Regions from separate parts of the Mus musculus genome. Here region 1 is linked to region 2. The links are chromatin contacts, called in public Hi-C maps. All regions are on one chromosome and are shown on one strand. The core of a region is the stretch at or near the end of the contact, and the rest is flanking DNA. Distances in the headings are between cores, read along the strand shown. Region 1 overlaps Cobll1 (Cobl-like 1). Region 2 overlaps Cytip (cytohesin 1 interacting protein).

Region 1 (5,687 bases), core at 1,903-4,402, 7.0 Mb before region 2:
TCTAAGTGTGTGTTACCTTGTCCTTATATGTTGGAAACCGCATGAATTGAAAGAGGTTCTTATGAATTATGAATAAATAACTAAATAGTTTATATGCATGCTGTTTTGAAAGTGTCCCTTTAAACTTCATTAGTATTAACACATGCACATACCCCTGTCATCTAATTGAAAATTGCTTTTCTAGTGGTGATATTCATTGTTTGTAAACTTCATAGCAGTTTACAAAGCAATGTTCTGCTAGGACTGTGTATTCCTGTAATCCTAGCCACTGCCAAGGTGGAGGCAGGAGGGTAAACCAGCTTGAGCAACCTAGAGAAATCCTGTCTCAAAACGAAATTATAATAAAAAAAAAAAGTGGGGGCTGAAGGCAGTTTTTAGTGATTGAGCAGTTGTTTAGCATGCTTGAGTTCCTGAATCAAAGCCCTGGTAACAGAAAGGAACATAAGGACTTGTTTATGGTCTCATGAGCCTGCAGGAAGTAGGAACTTATGCTGGTCTGCATTGTTTAATGTCTTTTCCATTGGTGTTTCTCATACACTCATTGTTTTTCATGTTGTTCCTTGTCTTCATATGGGCCTGGCGGCATTGAGAAGGAGTTTACATGCAGCTTATGGGGAAAATATGATTGCTAAAGTCTCTTCAGGTAAACTGTGTTTTTAGATCACTAGTGATTTACATTGTTCAGGATTTAAGTTGTGAGCCTTGAGAAAGGTGACACGTTATGATAATTGTCTGTTACAAAATGTATCTCAAAGTTACGTGAAAATACTTGAAATTAAGTTGTGTTGGAAATGTAATTTACCAAATTTGTAAAGTGGCAAATAAAAACTGTAGGATCTTTTGCTTGTATTGAACATCTAAGACAGTTTTAATTTCTCATTTTGAAAATTGTCTTGGAGCCTGACACCTGCCTTTAAAGAAGAATTATAAAGCACTATCATATCGAATTCTTCTGGGTGAGAGAAGTTCCGTTCGTTCTCACACTGGAGAGTGGAGGTAGCCCCAGAAGGGAGAAGGTGCCTCTAAGGCTGACTCATTCCCTTGGCCTGTCTGGTCCCTATGGATACGCTGGATACACCACAGAGCCTCCTGTCTCTTGAAGGATCCTGGAGGCTGATTATCTCCAGCAGGAGATAAGGTTGTTGTTCTTTTCTTTCCCCAGCAGAATAGGGATCCCTGATTAGGGGTAGAATGGAATTTCGGGGTAGGAACGTTTATGGGTGGGGAGCCTTGGGTGTGTCTTCCAGTGGAATGTCTACTCCAAGAAGTGATTCCAGGATCTGGTGGGCCTGGAAGGGAGTCAGTCCGGGGCTGGAGCAGAACAGGTCACTTAATCTTCTCCCTAAATATTTATTTTAGTGCAGGGACATGTGAAGGGCAGTGTCTGCAGGCAGAGTTTATGCTCAAAAGTATTCTCTCTAGATCTAAAGCATAAGTAGAAAATTGTAAATATTTAAAGCTAGACATTTTATTTAGCCCGAAACCATTTACTAATACTTTTTTTTAAAGGTGAAAAACGTTTTCCTCCGCGGGACATGTAATGCTTAGGGCTCATTATAGATGCAATTTACACAAATGCTATATAATTGTTACCGCTCAGTGTGAATTTGAGGAAATCAAGGCTTGAAGATCTAGAAGTTGGCTCGAGCTTACTGAGTAATGGAGTCTTCATTTGGATTCCTTTGCCCTTGAGTTACTTGTTTCTTAATCACCACCCTATATTGAAACAGTAGCCACTTTTAATTATGTGATAGTTGAAGCCCCAACTTTGTTCTATGAGGAGCCAGTGGGGATTGGTTCTGGGCATGCTTCTACTTTCTTAAAGCCTCATTTGCTGTGTGTCTGTCAGGCTGTAGTTTCCTGAGTCCAGACAGGGTGACTTTAGAACCTATGAGAGCAAAGGAGCCCTCAAAATTAGCAGCGTGATAGGCTGTTTCATTCTTATGTTAAATGTTCTTATTATTTCTTGAGACATCATCTCACTGTGTCACTGAGGTAGGTCTTGAACTCCCGAACTCAAGGAATCCTCAGGGTCCTGGGTAGCTATAGTTAGAGCATGTGTGATACCAGGCAGTATGCTGACCTTTAAAAAATAAGTCCTTGAGCGTCAGGAGTTGAAGGAGGCTTTTGTCTGTTGTCTGCGTACTGGTTTTCTAACTTGAAGTGCATTAGAGAATGTCCATTACCTTGCTGGTAAACCATTTCAGGACTGGAGAATTCAGCTTACTGGACGAACTTTCCTTACTAGTAATCTCTCCCTTGGTTAGTTCTGACTTTTACTTTGGAGGTAGACTAAGTTGTTAGACATTACAACAAATCATCTTCTAGACTTTATGATTATATAATGAAATGGTTGAGAGCTGGGATTGTAGCTCAGTGGTGGAGTGTGTACATAGAGTGTTGGAGGGCCTGAGTTCCCGTCCCTGCATCACACACCATCAGTGTGCACCGCCCCCCCCCTCACACACACACACACATACACAGACACACAGAGACACACACACACACACAGACAGACACACACACACATCTTATACATAAAGGAGTTGCACACTCATTTGATCTATTTCATATTTTAATATGAATGTGTGTTTTCAACTTTCAGTTTCAGGAAATAAAGGGATGAACATACACTTTTAATATTTTTGTCTTTTTTGGTTTCTAGAGTTAGGGTCTCAGTACGTAGCTCTGGATGTCTTGGAACTATGCAGACCAGAGTGTCTTAGAACTCAAAGAAATTGGCTTGCTTCTCTCTCCCTAGTGCTGAGATTTAAGGCACAAGTCACTACTTGAGCTGATGCACACTTTTAAACGGAACAGAATTTCATGAGAAACTGTAAAAAGGCTGGCATCTTGGGGTAGAACGGTCTTTAGGAGCAGTGAAGCCAGGGCTATCATGTGCAGGGATGCCATTCCTGTAGCCAACCAGAGACATGACGCCTGTGCTAAGGTCAGCAGGTGGGAAGGCTGCTTCTCAAGTACAGTTAGGATCCTGAATCACAGAGGACCACAAAGGGGACTCTCGGTAGCTCAGATCCTGTTCATATAAAAACAGCATCTGCTTTGCAGCTTTTACACTCAGCAGTGACTGTACGGGGTTCCTCTCAGAGGCAGAGCACAGCGGCCTTGCTGAGATCATGTCCTTCCTGCTCTCTGGCCTGCAGATCTGCTTAGCAGAGCCCCGGGCGGAAGGGAACCTGGGCTGGGGAATACTCTGGGTTTTGGGTCTGTCGTTCAGGAAGGTACACAGGAAGGAAGCTGATGCTGGGGTTTACCCAATCCACTGTAAAAGTGTGATGAGATGTTTGCTGGTTTCCATAGCCACATTTCCTGACCTGTCTCGTCCCCAGCCATCATGAAAATGTCACCTTTGGTCCTTTTATTAGAGTCCCATCGTGCAGAAAGTTTACTCAGTTTCTGCTTTTCTGTATACTTAGGTGAAAAAGAACTCTTATCCATGCCATGGGTGTGTTCTCAGTGAAAACACATTAAATGTGATTAAGTTGTAACACTTAGCTTTAAGGTTTTTTTTTTTTTTTTTTTTTTTTTTTTTTAGCTTTAAGGTTTTTTGAGAAGCTGATTTTTACAGCACGTGGAAGGAGTTGAGGAATGCCAGGAAAAACTATATGTAATACATAACATTTTATATTATATCTTATATACTGTATTTGTGATTATATAATACCATAATTTAAATATATATGCATAATAAAAGTGGGCTACTCAGAATGATGCATTATATAGATACAATATATACTTACACATTTATATAACTTATCTGAATGGAATGAAACCTAGATGTGAACTTTGCTGGGGACTTTGATGAAAGAATTCTTTGAAGAGGCAGTTACAAGCTGATATTTTAGGTTCTGCAGAAACATGAGAAGGAAGGAAGTTGTTTCTAGGCTGGGTTTGTGGTTTTTTGGGGGATGTTTTTAGATCAAGTGCCTTCCTAACACGGCTTAGTCTCACTTAGTTTCTAGAGAGACGTTTTCCCTCAGTGGCCGGTGATGTCCTGTCCGCGCTCTGATTTCACTTCTGAGATTCCTCGTGTAGTTTCTATTTTCCTATCTCCCTAGCAGCTTTTCTATTTACTGCACAAGTGCTGGCTCCCAGCACACAACATAAGGGGCACAGGTGAATGGAATTCTTTGTTCTTGATTAATTACAAAGAGTATGTGTATTTTAATGTTTTTTTCCTTCATTTGTATTTTTATCTGCTTCATCTGTTTTTCTTACTGCTTTTGAATGTAGAAGAAGAAAGAAGAATGGTAAGCCTAAAATGAAAACAGAAGAAAACCAGGGCTGGGGTGGGAGTGGGGACCAGCTGACTGTTTTAGAAGCATTCAGAGTTGCATAGTTAACCAGTGAATGTCAAGTGTATGGAGATGTAGCTAGTGGTCTCAGCTGAGAGTCTCTCAGGTGCACTTGTTTTTTTGTTTTTTTGTTTTTTTAAACTGTGTCCTTATAAAAAGAAGAAATTGAAGAGAGACTATCTACAATTAGTCTTAACCTCTAAGTTTTGAAAAGAATTGACCTGTAGGCTCTAGGTGGATAGTTAAGTACTAACACATATTCTCACCTGGTTGGAAATTCAAATAGAAAGAAAGAAAGCTATAAATCAAGTCCTTTGAGAATCAATATATTAATCTAGAGATTAGATTGCTCTTGGGCTCTTGTCTTTCTTTCTTTTCTTTCTTTCTCTCTTTCTTCCTTTTTCTTTGTGTGTGTATATGTGTTTTGTTTTGCTGCTTTTCAGAAACTGTTTGTCTGACAACACCCTCTCTGCTTAGCCCAGAGTGAATGATGGCTATTTTGTATTTTGTGTGCTCTATTTTTGCTTTATGTCTACTCACTCTTGTGAACTGGGTATGAAAATCCCTGACTGACTGCCTTGGTGGGTGATGCCACTTGGCCAGCCACTGTTGCTTACTATTTTGCTTGCCAATCTACTATGAGCCTGGTGATTTTCCATCATCCCCCACATCCTCACCACCACCTCACCCACATTTTTCCTAGTCCTCTCTAACCTCTGCACTTATATGCTTTATTAAAATGGGGCTTGTCATATTCTAGTACTCTATTGCATGCAGTATGCATGTATTTATTTTCAATATTTGCCCCTGCAAACTACCTCTCTTATATTTTGCCTAGAATTACCAGACCTTTGAGAAAAAAAACTTGAAAAATTAACTCCTATTCTCTTGGCTTCCAAGCCAATCCTTTTTTATTCCCTGTATAACCTGCATTTGTTTCTCTATATTGATTGTTCCCTCCCAGTGCATAGGTTTAGGGGATTGAATTAAGATCTTCAGGCTTAGTGCGAGGTACCTTTTACCTACTGAGCCATCTGCCTGGCTCCTAGACTGATTGATTTCTGTGGTTGATCATTTAACTCCTTGCAAATGATTGTATCAATTTCAGGCTTTCCTTCCTTTTTAGACTAACATCTGCCCAACATGCTACCAACTGTGAAACTTAGAAACCCTATATTAAAGTACGTCCTGTTCTGTGTTTTAGCTAGTAGGTGATACTAGAGGAGAAAGTGAGCTTGGGTTACTTACGTATTTGTCATGGAAATTTATTACCTGTGTAGAAGCTAGCTTTAAATCATCACTGTTCAGATTATTAAAAAGTAAAGGGGGCTGAATCACTCAGATTTGATTCACAAGGGTCCACATGGCAGC
Region 2 (5,283 bases), core at 2,410-4,909:
TACCTCCAGGCCCCGTCAGTTCACAATCGAGAGAAGACTTCTCCTTGAACACTACCTCTGTCAGCCAAGTGAATTCTTCAGTCCTGGAGCAATGATAGAACCTTGGGCTATTGGGAAGTAGGACTATTTCGGGGAGGTGAATGGGCTGCTTGGTAGCTGTGGCATACAGAGCAAGTTGGTAGCTGCCCCCCTCACATTATGTCTTTCTGAAAAGGAAGCTATCAAACTAAACTCCATTCACTTGATTAGGTAACAGCAGAAACAACTTCCTTGAACCCTCTGCCCTTTAAGTAAGGAAATGTACAGGGCACTCAGCACTCAATAAAGGCTGTTCGAAAATTTTTATGAAATGTCTTTAGAGATGAAAACTCAACTGGAAAAGTATGTGTCTAGTGAATTTGTTCTGAATCTTTGGTCTTCCATTTGTAATACATAAGAATGAACTATATACCACTTTATGTATTTTGATCATATACTTTTCTATAAGGTCCAAGGTGTGTATTTGAATTTATATAAACAGTCATGCACAAGATGTTTAGAACTGACTTAAAACACAGCTTTGTGGCTTACTACATTGTGCATATTGTGTTCTCCTCTGAGCTCATCTAACTTCAGCATTACAAAGTTGAAGCGTAGGGGAGAGTCAGGACCTGATGTGGTGAGTGGATTCCTTGGCATTTTCCACAGTGATGAAGCTCATTTGCTAGTAGTTGATTGTCATTCTCAATCCAACGTGTTTTTATAATACAAAGTTTGGTGAACATCTGTATCGATTTATAAATGGGCAACACAGGAAACGCCAACGGGTTTACTCAGATTCTAAACAGAGAGCAGTCTGTTTCTCTTTCTATTTAATACAAAGCCATTACACCAAATTCTGATCATTTGCTATCCTACTATTTGTTCTCGGCATATATCACTTACCAGGAAAAATACTGTTAATAACTGCACCACGGAGGGAATCTTTCCAGATCTTGTTCTCAGCTCAGGCTTTACACGTTGCCAGTCCCTGCCAGGTAAATCAAACTATATGTCAGCCCTGAGGGCTGGAGAAGGGTTAGCATTAGGGGACAGTTTGAGCAGGTGTATATGTAATATGTCTCCATAAACTGTCTTAGGCTTCCTAAGCATGGGAATCCCTAATGTGGGGACACAGACTCTGGTGTGTCAGGAAAATCCAGTGTGTGCCTGTGAGAGTTGAGAGGAGGGACAGCATGTGGCCAGTTTCCTTGAGAAAATAGTGCAGTTGGTTCTTGCTATCCACAGAGCATTGGTTCCAAAACTACCATCTTTGAAAATCAAAGACCAGAGATGTTGGACTCCCTGATATAAAATGGCAGCATATTTGCCTATAAACTACTAAGACCATGTCTAATACCTAAGACAATATCACTTGCTATGTGAGTAGCTGTCACATTATAGCATTTAGAGACTGAGGGTCGAAAAGAAACATACACATGTTCAGTACAGAACATGCCATGTGTTTCATTTCTATGGAGTATTTTCATCATCAGATGGTTGAATAGACAGATTCAGAACTATGATTTGACCAGCACCTATAGCCATTGAATAATTGGTTTGAGATATTGTGGATTTTAGGAAGTTCGTTCTAGAAATGAGACAAGTAGGTGGAGGAACTTTTACTGTAGTTGGTGAAGGAGTAGACGAGGCAATGGAGAGAAACGGTAAAGACTTGGTGATCAACAGCAGTAAGAACCAAGGAGATACAGCTGGCTTTTAAGCCTGAGTTTAGATAGTACAAAGTGGAAAAGGACAGTAAGAAGGACTGGATGGGTATTAAAGGGGACCGTAGAGGGATTTATGAATATAAAATGTGTGAGCACACAGACTTGCTATGCCATCCACTTATGTACGGGCCCTGTTGTATTTCTTCCCTTTCTCTTCTCATACATTTAAACACACTGTGTGATGTACTTCCCCTATCCTTGAAACCTTTTCTTACTTTTCTATTTCCCAAAGGGGAAAAAAACAAAACAAAAACAAAAAGAAACCAAACATTTTGGGCATAGACTCCTATAATCCCTTTCAGTGAATCTTCACAAAGGTATATGTCAAGATTTTATAATTTCCCACAGGGATTATTGCCTCCTATTAATTATTTCTTAGAAAAACAAACAGACAAGCAAACAACAATAACAAAAACAGCAGCCCACCCCTCTGGCCCTGTGTGAATGGTCTGTACCAGGATCTCAGTGAGGCAATTGCGGTAACAGGTGTTCCTCTGTCTGCTGTTATTCTCACTACTCTGAGGGTGACGTCAGTGTTCATACTTCTTGTTGTTGTGGCTTTGGCTTCTGCAAAGCTATAACTGGCTAGCTTGTAGCTTCAGCTTAATTTTCAGGATCCACTGGTTGTTTGCACTCAGAGTTGTTTAAAAATAGATCTCTCTCTCTCTCTCTCTCTCTCTCTCTGTGTGTGTGTGTATTATTTCAGTACCTGCATTTGTAGAAGTGCCAGACACACCAAGAATGCTTCTAATTTTGAAACTTGGTTTTTTTTTTTAAAGTGGGGGGGGGGGCAAAGTCCCTGCAATATAAACTCTTGAGGGAGGGTGTTGCGAGGAAAGGGAAGTTTTATAACCATGCCATGCCCTAGGGGTAGGTATTGTGCCTGACTGCCTCTCCCAGGAGACTGTACTGAAGGTGGCTCTTACCTAGTGCTCCAGGGACAGCAGGGAATCTGGCACACAGGTATGACGTTTGAGTATGAATTAGACCCAAACAGATCATCATTGTCTAATTTTCTCTTGGTGAGGAAATTAGCGCTAATGAGGAAGCTTCTGGATGGCTGGTTTCACATACAGTTTTGGTTAGGGATGGTGCTAAATGCTTGTAATGGGTATAGCTCTGGGTAGGTTCTGCCTACAGGGAGGACTTTCTTTGTCCTAGTACCTCATCAATAGGCAACATCAATACTGTGGTGTTATGTCTGGGTTAATACCCAACCATTCTTTAAGATGTATTTATTTGAGTTCATGAGTACACTGTTGCTGTCTTCAGAGACAGCAGGAGAGGGTACCACATCCCATTTCAGGTGGTTGGGAGCCACCATGTCATTGTTAGGAATGGAACTCAGGACCTCTGGAAGAGCAGTCAGTGCTCTTAACTGCTGAGCCATCTCTCCAGCCCTTCAACCATTCTTTAAAAGAGGTGCGGGGCTGTGATCAGACCTTCCTGTAAGCTGGGACAACCCATTTACGGGAGTATGGGTCAGATAAGTGTGACGTCGACTTTACTTTCGTTATTTTGTTGTGTCTTTGGATAGTTTGATAATCCTTTCTGTCTTAATGGTCTGACTTTCAAAAGTAGGGGAGAGCTGTATTCATGAAACAGCTGGGAGTAAAAGTGAGATAAGCAGGCAACTGGGAAGAGTCAAGGACATAACTTGAAACAAAGTACTTAAAAAAAAAAAAAGAAAAGAAAAAAAAAAAGGAAGAGAAAAAAAGGCCCACTTCCGAATCTGTACCCTCTCCTTACCACACCTACATTTTGTGTGTGTGTGTGTGTGTGTGTGTGTGTGTGTGTGTGTGGTGGGGGGTGGTGGGGGGGTGGCGGGAAGTGAGTTCACAGAACCCGGGCGAGAACATAACAGTCTAACCTAGCAACAAAAATGACTTCAGTGTTGGTCTCTGAGCTGCTCTGTGGCAGGTTATCCATCAAGCTGTGTTTCCGATTTCCTTCTATTTTGCACACTGACAGCTGCTGTATTTGGTCTTGATTTTGCACTAAAGAGAGACCCGTGAATCACACTGCATAGCAGGAGACATGGTGTGTGGAATATTAATGCTTTGTCTCTTAAGTTGTCTCACTGAAAGCAGAGGAACTTCTCTAAGATCAGCCCCAGACACCAGGCTCCTGGCTAGTGAGTAGATAAGGAGCCTCCTGTACTGTAGTCAGAGCCCAATGTGTAGCTTTCAAGCCTGCCAAATTGCTAAACCTAGACTTCTCATATTAGATAATGTGTAATAAAAGACAGCTGTTGTCAGCATATGCTGTAAATTGCACACCAGTTCTCCATTCATGAATTTGGGGGCGGGGTTTGGGGCATCATTACAACTCAGAAGAACTCTGGCTGGGAGGGCAGTCTGGGGCACACCTACTCCATCCAAGTCTACATCTTTAAATAGGGCTGGTGCATGCTAGGGAGAGGGAGATGGGGAAAGCTTGATTCAGAAGTCTTGGGCACACTCCGAGTAAGACAGGCAGTTTAGCAGGCGAGCAAGGCAGAAGCTTGAGAGTTTCTTTTAGCTCATCCCAGATAAAAATTAAGAGGACACTGTGTCAAGATGTGCCCGATCCCTGCCTGGGAGTGGTGGCACATGCCTTTAATTCCAGCACTTGGGAGGCAGAGGCAGGCAGATTTCTGAGTTCCAGGCCAGCCTGGTCTAGAGAGTGAGTTCCAGGACAGCCAGGACTACACAGAGAAGTCCTGTCTCAAAAACAAACAAACAAGCAAACAAATGAGCAAGATGTAACTGTTCCCTCCCACCCCCATCAGAGAGTATGATGGTAGCTATTGTATTTAAATTGCTTTTTTATTTATATGTTCATTGCTTAAAATAGCCTATTTGCTAATCCATAATGGAAGGTAATTTATAATCTGATTTAGTTTGAACTTTTGTGTCACTGATAACCCAAACAAATGAGTAGCAGGAGTGCTCCACCGTTGCCTTAATATTCACTTTTAGTCAGAGAGCTACACAGAACTGTTAAAAAGGGGGAAGCTAGGGGCACCCTCTTCTGTATAGAGAAACCTGTTTGGTGGACCTAGAAGATTATAGACTTAAATCTATGCAAAATAACCAGTCACTTAAGAGGCACAGTGAAGAACTCTTGAGACTTCCAACAATTCTATAAATACTGGGCAAGGAAAAGGACTTTTAACATTATGGTAGCCAGACATTTTATTAATTCTTGCCACCTGTTTGATTTGTGAGGACTAATTACATCTCTCCAAAATTCATTCATTTAGCATTAGTTTTATTTGTTTTCCTTAGCTCTCTTTTTATACTACTTGATTTTTGAGTAGTTTCTTACCATCCTGTTGGTTTCTTTTGGTCTTTTCTATACTATATTTTAGATTTTATTTTTTTTCTTTTAAAAAATCACCCTTGGAGCTGGGCATGATGGCGAACGCCTATAATCCCAGCACTTGGGAGGCAGAGGCAGGCAGATTTCTGAGTTCGAGGTCAGCCTGGTCTACAAAGTGAGTTCCAGGACAGCCAGAGCTATACAGAGAACCCTATCTCAAAAAACCAAAAAA

The links. Hi-C and Micro-C count contacts between places; a contact is called where the count stands out from the background.
Region 1: a contact with region 2 is called in a Hi-C map of memory CD8 T cells, with 8 times the contacts expected there. The contact joins two enhancer-like sites. A contact is called at or near these places in 1 of 39 promoter capture datasets (pre-B cells) and 1 of 484 Hi-C or Micro-C datasets (memory CD8 T cells).

What each region holds. Positions count from the first base shown.
Region 1 is chr2:65,187,051-65,192,737 of GRCm38.p6, reverse strand. The region is part of intron 1 of Cobll1 (Cobl-like 1); the gene reads left to right. Among named protein-coding and RNA genes, the nearest start is that of Gm13594, 44 kb to the left of the region's middle. Within about 2 kb of position 3,152, at least 131 of the 459 cell types and tissues checked have an H3K27ac peak or open chromatin away from gene starts, as enhancers often do. A contact at or near this core is called in memory CD8 T cells, where this site is marked.
Region 2 is chr2:58,154,152-58,159,434 of GRCm38.p6, reverse strand. The region is part of intron 1 of Cytip (cytohesin 1 interacting protein); the gene reads left to right. Among named protein-coding and RNA genes, the nearest start is that of Cytip, 3.3 kb to the left of the region's middle. Within about 2 kb of position 3,659, at least 96 of the 459 cell types and tissues checked have an H3K27ac peak or open chromatin away from gene starts, as enhancers often do. A contact at or near this core is called in memory CD8 T cells, where this site is marked.